Regions from separate parts of the Sus scrofa genome. Here region 2 is linked to region 1. The links are chromatin contacts, called in public HiChIP or PLAC-seq maps. All regions are on one chromosome and are shown on one strand. The core of a region is the stretch at or near the end of the contact, and the rest is flanking DNA. Distances in the headings are between cores, read along the strand shown.

What was found. HiChIP or PLAC-seq counts read pairs in DNA pulled down with a chosen protein or histone mark.
Region 2: a contact with region 1 is called in an H3K27ac HiChIP or PLAC-seq map of skeletal muscle. The contact joins the promoter of DPH1 here to the enhancer-like site in region 1. A contact is called at or near these places in 2 of 5 promoter capture datasets (fetal liver and fetal skeletal muscle), 10 of 47 Hi-C or Micro-C datasets (blood, embryonic fibroblasts, fetal liver and 5 more) and 1 of 2 datasets of contacts at active chromatin or transcription factors (skeletal muscle).

The regions. Positions count from the first base shown.
Region 1 is chr12:48,073,023-48,076,513 of Sscrofa11.1, forward strand. RTN4RL1 (reticulon-4 receptor-like 1) reads right to left here. Exons shown (of 2, transcript XM_021067605.1): 2 at 1,353-3,491. The coding sequence ends at 3,164. Among named protein-coding and RNA genes, the nearest start is that of RPA1, 65 kb to the left of the region's middle. Within about 2 kb of position 1,854, at least 18 of the 83 cell types and tissues checked have an H3K27ac peak or open chromatin away from gene starts, as enhancers often do. A contact at or near this core is called in fetal skeletal muscle, retroperitoneal adipose tissue and skeletal muscle, where this site is marked.
Region 2 is chr12:48,144,606-48,148,096 of Sscrofa11.1, forward strand. DPH1 (2-(3-amino-3-carboxypropyl)histidine synthase subunit 1) reads left to right here and starts at 1,759. Exons shown (of 13, transcript XM_021067606.1): 1 at 1,759-1,890. The coding sequence starts at 1,827. RTN4RL1 (reticulon-4 receptor-like 1) reads right to left here and starts at 1,704. Exons shown (of 2, transcript XM_021067605.1): 1 at 1,243-1,704.

The DNA.
Region 1 (3,491 bases), core at 604-3,103:
TGGCTGGAGGTGAGAGAGGAAGATGGGGAGACGGTTCCCCCTCACCCCTACCCCCAGCCCTGGGGCCTAGAGAAAGTGCGGAAAGAGATGGCCGAGGGGCCGGCCCCAGGCAGGGATGGCCTCAGCCTCTGGGAGGAGACAAGGGCTCCTCAAGCGGGAACCCACGCCTCCCTGCCCTGAACCATCTGGGACGGACACTGGGTCTGGTGAATCGAGAGGCCGTGGCTTAGCCCCTGACCAGTCAACTTGCTCTGATGTTTCCGACAAGGGTGTCATCTCGCCTGCGTGGCATGTGCGCTGCTGAGTGACCAGTGATGTCACCCACAATAGAGCTGCTTTTATTCCCTCTGCCTCTTAGAGGAGCAAGCTGCTAAAAATACACCTGACGTCCTGGGCCCCTCTGCCTTGCCTCCAATAACAGTCGGCAACCAGAGACTGTGCTGCGCTTGACAGAAGTGGATCATTTATAAAACATTAGCATTTCTTGTACTGACATTTCACTTCCATATTATAGGACTTACTAAGTCTTTTTAAAAAAAAATTTAATAAAGCGCTTGGACTCTTGATTTTCCCATGGAGGGCTGTGCTGTCTAAAGTTGGAAATGAAATCAACAACATAACAACATCCTCGGGTCTAAGGGACAGCTAGGCCTTGGCACGGGCCTGGGTAAGAGCAGGCAGACCAGCGGGGAGCCAACACAGGCCAAAGGCGATTTGTTCTGCTTTCACCAGACTCCCTTTAGTGCACATCTCCAGGCTCGCACGGAAGTGGATTTGTCCAGGCCTGAAAACGCAGCCTCCTTTCTATCTGGAGAGCTCGCGCCTTTCTCTGAAGCCACGGGGCAGGTGCAGCCTCCAGACCGCATCCACGTCCACGGTTGCATGGGTCAGTCCCTGGCTTCCTGGAATCCCCTCTGGGCCCCTAGGAACTGGCAGTTCCCTTCCAGCTTCCCCCAAGCCCCCTTAAGGATCAACAGCTTAGCTGCTGCTGGAGAAGCTTTTGGGAACAGGTCCTGGATGATCCAGGGCCAGCCTGCTCCGGGGACAACCACAGAGAGGGTTGGTGCTGTCCCAGTGCAGCCAGAACGTGGGAAGTGAGTCATGTTCTGTGCTGGTGAGGGACGATCCACGGAACAGAGAGAGAGAGAGAGAGTGAGTGTGTGTGTGTGTGTGTGTGTGTGTATGCACTCACATCCCAGTGAGTCAGCGTGCCCCTGCCCCAAACAGCTCCTCCCTTCAACAAATGTGCTTGTGTTCTCAGAGCTGCACCCGGCCAGGCTCACACACCCACTGCAAAAGCCCCAGCTCTGCCACTCCTTCAGCAATCTGGGGTTAGGAAATGAGAAACAGGGTTCTTATCCAAGAGAATTTTTTTATTATTATTTTTCTCTCTTAATTGGATTCAATATTTCTTGCTCCTCACACACATCCTCTCTGGTGGGGCATTTGGATTTGGGCGAAGCCAAAAAAAGATTGTGTCCGCCCAGACCCCAGCCAGCAGCATGGCTGACCTTGACCTGAGCCCCTTTCCTCTGTCTGAACTTGCCGCTCCATTCCCTGCACGGCCCCGCTCCTGACCCCTGAGTCTGGGCATCTCCCCCGACCTCTGCCCATCCCTGGCATCTTCAGAGGGTTCAGGAAGGGCGGGGCCTCCGTAATGCAGAAGTGCCTGAGATGGTTCTTGAAATGCCCTCTTTGTCCCCCTTCTGCTAAGGCCACCTGATGCTTTCCCTCCTGCTACCCGCCACAGGACCCTTGCTGGGATGCCCATCAAAGAGCCTCAAGGAAAAATTCAGCAGCTGAGCCAAGCTGGAGGCCTGGGCTCAGGCCCAGAGCCTCCCTGGCCCTTCCAGACCGTTGCTGGCAAAACACGAGGCTGACAACACTGCCCAGCTTGTTGGACTAACACTGTGGATGCTGCCTCGCCCACCGGCCTCAGAAACCCAAAGTCCCTTCCTTCCCCTTTTCCATCCAGCCCTTCCCTAGGGCCTGACTCCCTGATGGCCAAGAAGCTGCTTCTTGCTTCTCACCCTGATGCCAACAGCTACTATATTGGGGGCGATTGAGTGCTCCAGGGCAGCAGACGGGATTGTGTTGCATATAAAAACATGGTGATGCTCTAAATATCTAAGAATATTGGTCCCCTGAAGTGATTCTTGCTGCCTCCCCTTCTCCCTGACCCTCCCCCACTGTCCCTTCGCCCCAGGCCCTGGCAAGATCAGGTTACGTGGGAACTACTGTTGCCACGTTGGGATTCTAGACAACAATCCTAGGATTCCTTTCCTGCTAGAAATCACCAATACAATCCTTAGTTCAGCAGATATAGGTTTCTGTATAGTTTATAAACATGATAAGACATACAGTTTGGTAAGGGAGTAGGGCGAGGGCCTGTGCATTTGTGTGTGTGTGTGTGTATATATATATATATATATGTAGAGAGTGTGTAGATATATAAGTGGACGTAGTTATAAAACTGCACCTCCTGTGAGAACCTCATTGCACAAGATGAAGCTCTAAATTTCAGCCTCTGATGATCTTTCCTTTGGTAAGTGGTTCTTGGAGCCCAGCAGGTGGGCCTGGGTCTTCCAGGCTTGCCTGAGACATCAGGAGTGAGAGGCGTTACCCTCAAGGAAGGGGCTGAAGGTGGCACGTGGTTGGATTTAGGGCAGGGTGACTCAGTGGCCTCAGGCACGAGCCAAAAATGCCACCTGCTCATGTGCTCCCAGATAGCTGGTGTCGGACCAGCCTCTTGGGTGCATCTTGGCTGTTCTTCTCTGAGTCCTGCATCCTTGGGGGATGGCGGGGCCCTTCAGACCTCTCCAAATGACCAGGATTCCACAGAGCCCAGCTCCCGTGGGGGCACGGTCCCGTTGTTGCCAATGCAGGATTCACTTTGCAGCTTTAACTGCCGTGCTGGGTGGATGCGGTCCGTGGGTGCTCGGCGGGGCGCTGGCTGGGACAGCTGGGTGAGATGCGCCAATCCCCTCCCCCTTGGGGCTGTACACTTTGTATTTATAATCCAGCAGCCAGGAGCCCAGACGGCAGCTGAAACCTCTAGCAGCCTTTGCCTGAAACCCAGCAGAACCTCCACTTGTAAAAAAAGAAAAGAAATCCTGTTCCTTGGTGGACGTGTGGCAGTGCTGGGTGCTGGTGTCCAGCGCCCTCAGCGGAGAGTGACCACCAGCCCCAGGATCCAGGCCAGGAGGGAGGCCCGCAGGGAACTGCCTGAGGAAGCTTGCTGCACCCCGCTGGGGGCACGGATGGGGGTCCTGCGGGCACACTTGCCCTTCCTCTTGGGCCGTGCCGTGGGCATGATGTCAAAGCTGAACTTGTGCTGGTAGTCAGGGGCGTAGTCCTGCAGCTCATGGGCCTGCTTCCCGGTGCCCGCCTTGGAGACCTGGTTGCGATTCCTGTGGCTGGTGCAGTTCTTGCCCGGCTTCTTGTAGCCCGACCGGGAGCCGGGCAGATGGCCATGCGGGTGGCCCTTGTCC
Region 2 (3,491 bases), core at 509-3,008, 71 kb after region 1:
CTTAGGCAAAGTTGGATGGGGCTGGGCGTGAGTGCGAGAAGCAGAGTTATTTCAGGCCTCAGGAGGGCTGGGTGCTGTTTTGGAGTCCAGCCAGGGGGTGGGGGTGACTGGAGGCGGGTGTTGTAGTGTAATGTGGGGGTGCACTGTGCTCGCCTTCTTGTCAGGCAGTAATTACTCAGACTGCTGAGTAACTCCGGCAGGGAGACCCCCACAGACAGATGGAGGTGTTCTTGGCAACCCCCATGTCCTGCACTGCAAGGTCTTGAGGGCACATGCTTATTTCCTAATGGGGGTCAGGGCAACTCATTCAGAACAGAGGCTGTGGGGCAATGTTATGAGGATGGGGGCCTTCTATCATTAACAGGCTCCACCTCTGCCTAGGGAAAGGCCCTAAGGGGTTCGGGGCCTGCTAAGGAGAAGCCGCTACTCTGCTGGAGCCAATCTTTCCCTCTTGGAACACACAGCTGCAGCCAGAGCGACAACTGTCCACAGGCTGGGCCTTAGGGTCCTGAATGGGGAGAGACTCGACTCAGATTGTTCCTGGAATTGAGATCCTGCACCCTGGTCCAGAGAACCTGGAGGAAATGGGAAAGTCCAGGCTGGACTCTTGTCAAGGTGACAGGGTGTTCCTTGGACCCATGTTGGCTACATTCCTGTCCAAAGCTGTGATTGTCCTAAGAGCATCAGTTGGTGGTCTGAGAGGCAGAGCACTGACCCCTTCTGGTCCTCCCCTTGGCTGCTCATTCCCAGCCTGCTCAGCCAGCCCTCCTCTCTGGGCAGCCTCCCAGGCAGGGCCTGTCCCTGGCTGCTTGTTTTTCACTTCTCCCTGCACCTTAATTAGGAGTTTCCAAGCAGGGAGGGCCTCCAGGGGAGCCTGAGGCCAGAGAGCTGCCTTAAAGGGCCAGATGTGCTCACACAGAGCAGAGAAAAAGATGGTGTGCCAGAGGGCTGGGTGGGCAAACAGCCCTGGGGGAACCTTGCTCTAGGGGGCAGACCTTGCTGCAAGCCAGTCCTGCAGGTACCCTGCTCCTCCAAAGGCCAAGTCTGTCTCGCTGGCTGTTCTGACTTCTCTTTGGGATCCCAGGAGCTCAGGCCCCTGATCAGGAGAAAGGCTACCAAGGCCTGAGAGGCAGCCTAGGCAGGGCAAACACTGGCCAGAATCTGGAAGGTTTAGGCAGTTGAGACCTTGGACTTCTGAACCCTCCCGGGAAAGCACCCTCAGGCCGGGGCGGGGGGTCTTACCCTGGTAGCAGTTTTTCACACGTGAACCTTTCACTCTGTGGGTTCTAAGGTGTAAGGAGCACCCCGGCGCTCCGGAAATCGGCACCAAGCTTCAACTTGGAACTGGCCCGGTGGCCGGTGAGTTCTGTCCTGTCCAGTCAGTGGGGTCCTCAGAGGCTGGGAATGCGCCCCTACCCACCGCCACCAGGGCCCATAACCGAGGAGACACGGAGGAGAGCTGAAGGAAGACCTGGTGGTATCCCCATTCACAAGACTCTGTCCGCAGAACTGGGCCAAAAAGTTGGCAAATAGAGGGGCACCATTCCGGGAGAGCCAGTTTCGGGCTGCCGGGAAGGAAGGGGAGGTGGGACAGAGTCGCCGAGAGCACGCAACAGCGGTGGTCGGGGACCACTAGGGGCTCCGGAGAGTCACGACCTTCGGAGCTGAGGCAGGGGCCCACTCTAGCCACGCCCCTATCTTTCTCCTTCACGGTCCCCGCCTCCCAAATCCCCGCCCGTCGCTGGCCGATCGGCGATCGATCGCGCTTGTCTGCGCTCTCAGCGTTCTTCTAGTGCTGTCTTTCTGGTCCCAACGTGGGCCAGGTGATGATGGCGGCGCTAGTTGCGGCCGAGGCCACAGAGCCCCGCGGCCGAAACGGCCCGGGCAGAGGTGGGTACTACACGGGTGCGGCCTCTGGACCTCGCATCTTGGCATAGGGTCCCCAAGTCAGGGACAGGACCAGCCCCCTTTAACGGCAGCGGCGCCTTTCTGCGCCAGACTCAGAAGGCCTCGCGGTCACTTCCTTCGGGCTGCTGTCGCTGGAGCCCAGGGGGACCGGCCCTTCTTTTGTAGCCGTAAGGCATGGTCAGGAGCAGCCCCTCCTAGGAGCTCGTAGTCCTCAAGCCGTAAACGCTGCCTCCCTGCCTTGGCGGGCAGACAGACGCTTGTAGACTCACGGATAGGACGGACCTGACAGGGAGGGAGGGAGCCAGGCATTCCCCTAGCGTGCCCTCGGAGAATGCTTCAGGGAAGAGGCGCAAGGTTTCATTCACCCGACCCTTGCAGCTGGCCTGTGCTAGGTGTATGGACTTGACTGCAGCCCTACCCTCAGGGATCTCTCGCAGTCTACGGAAGAATACTAACGTAAGCAGAAGGTTACAGCCAAGTGATAAAGGAGGAGGCGCCTACTGGCCCTTGGGACGAATTGAGCTGCTAGAATTAGCAGCTCCCACACCCCAGCAACACAAGGGACTTGAGCCTGTCAGAGGAGCTTCTGTGAGGGGCAGGAGTAGAGACACCGGCCCTTTGAGACAACTGAACAAAAATCATAGCAGTGGTAACCTTTAAATCTGGACTTAGAGTTCTAGCCTGCCATTCTAGTTCTCCACTGAACCATCACTACCACCACCCTTGCACCCACCCACCCCAGCCCCGGGCTGAAGTGTCAGGTCTGGCAGAATCCCTGGCAGAAGTTTAGGCATATAGTGCAGGCTCAATAAATAATTCGCTGAGGAGTTCCGTCGTGGTGCAGTGGTTAACGAATCCGACTAGGAACCATGAGGTTGCGGGTTCGAGCCCTGCCCTTGTTCAGTGGGTTAAGGATCCGGCGTTGCCGTGAGCTGTGGTGTAGTTCGAAGACAGGGCTTGGAGCCCGCGTTGCTGTGGCTGTGGCGTAGGACGGCGGCTGTAGTTCCGATTAGACCTCTAGCCTGGGAACCTCTATATGCCGCGGTTGCGGCCCTAGAAAAGGCAAAAAGACAAAATAAATAAATAAATAATAATAATAATAATAATAATTCGCTGAATAAATTCATTTCTCGCCTTGTCACATTCTAGAGCTGTCTGGTGCCTAAAGAGAGAACTGGGGATTGGGCTAAACTGAATTATGGGTAGTAGGATGCTGATTGAGGGCTGCAGCCTTGCTAAAGGTCTACAGTGTTTTTTTCTTTAATCAACGGATTGTCATTGTTTGGGTACCTGCATTTGTTCCCACTAGACTACTAGCCACTAATGGGCTGTCCTTTCCTGTTTGCCCATAGTTCTGACTAGCGTATATTCTCTCCATCTTTACTGGGGTGGGAGGTGGAGTAGAACCTTGGGACTTGGGGACTTATGTCAGTTAATTGTATAGTGTTTACTTCCCTTTTAAATGAGAGGGAACTATGTCTAGTCACTTAGGATGGAGCATGAGAATGTGAGAAAATAGAATGTGTACATGTATGTGTACATGTAACTGGGTCACCATGCTGTACAGTAGAAAAAAAAATTGT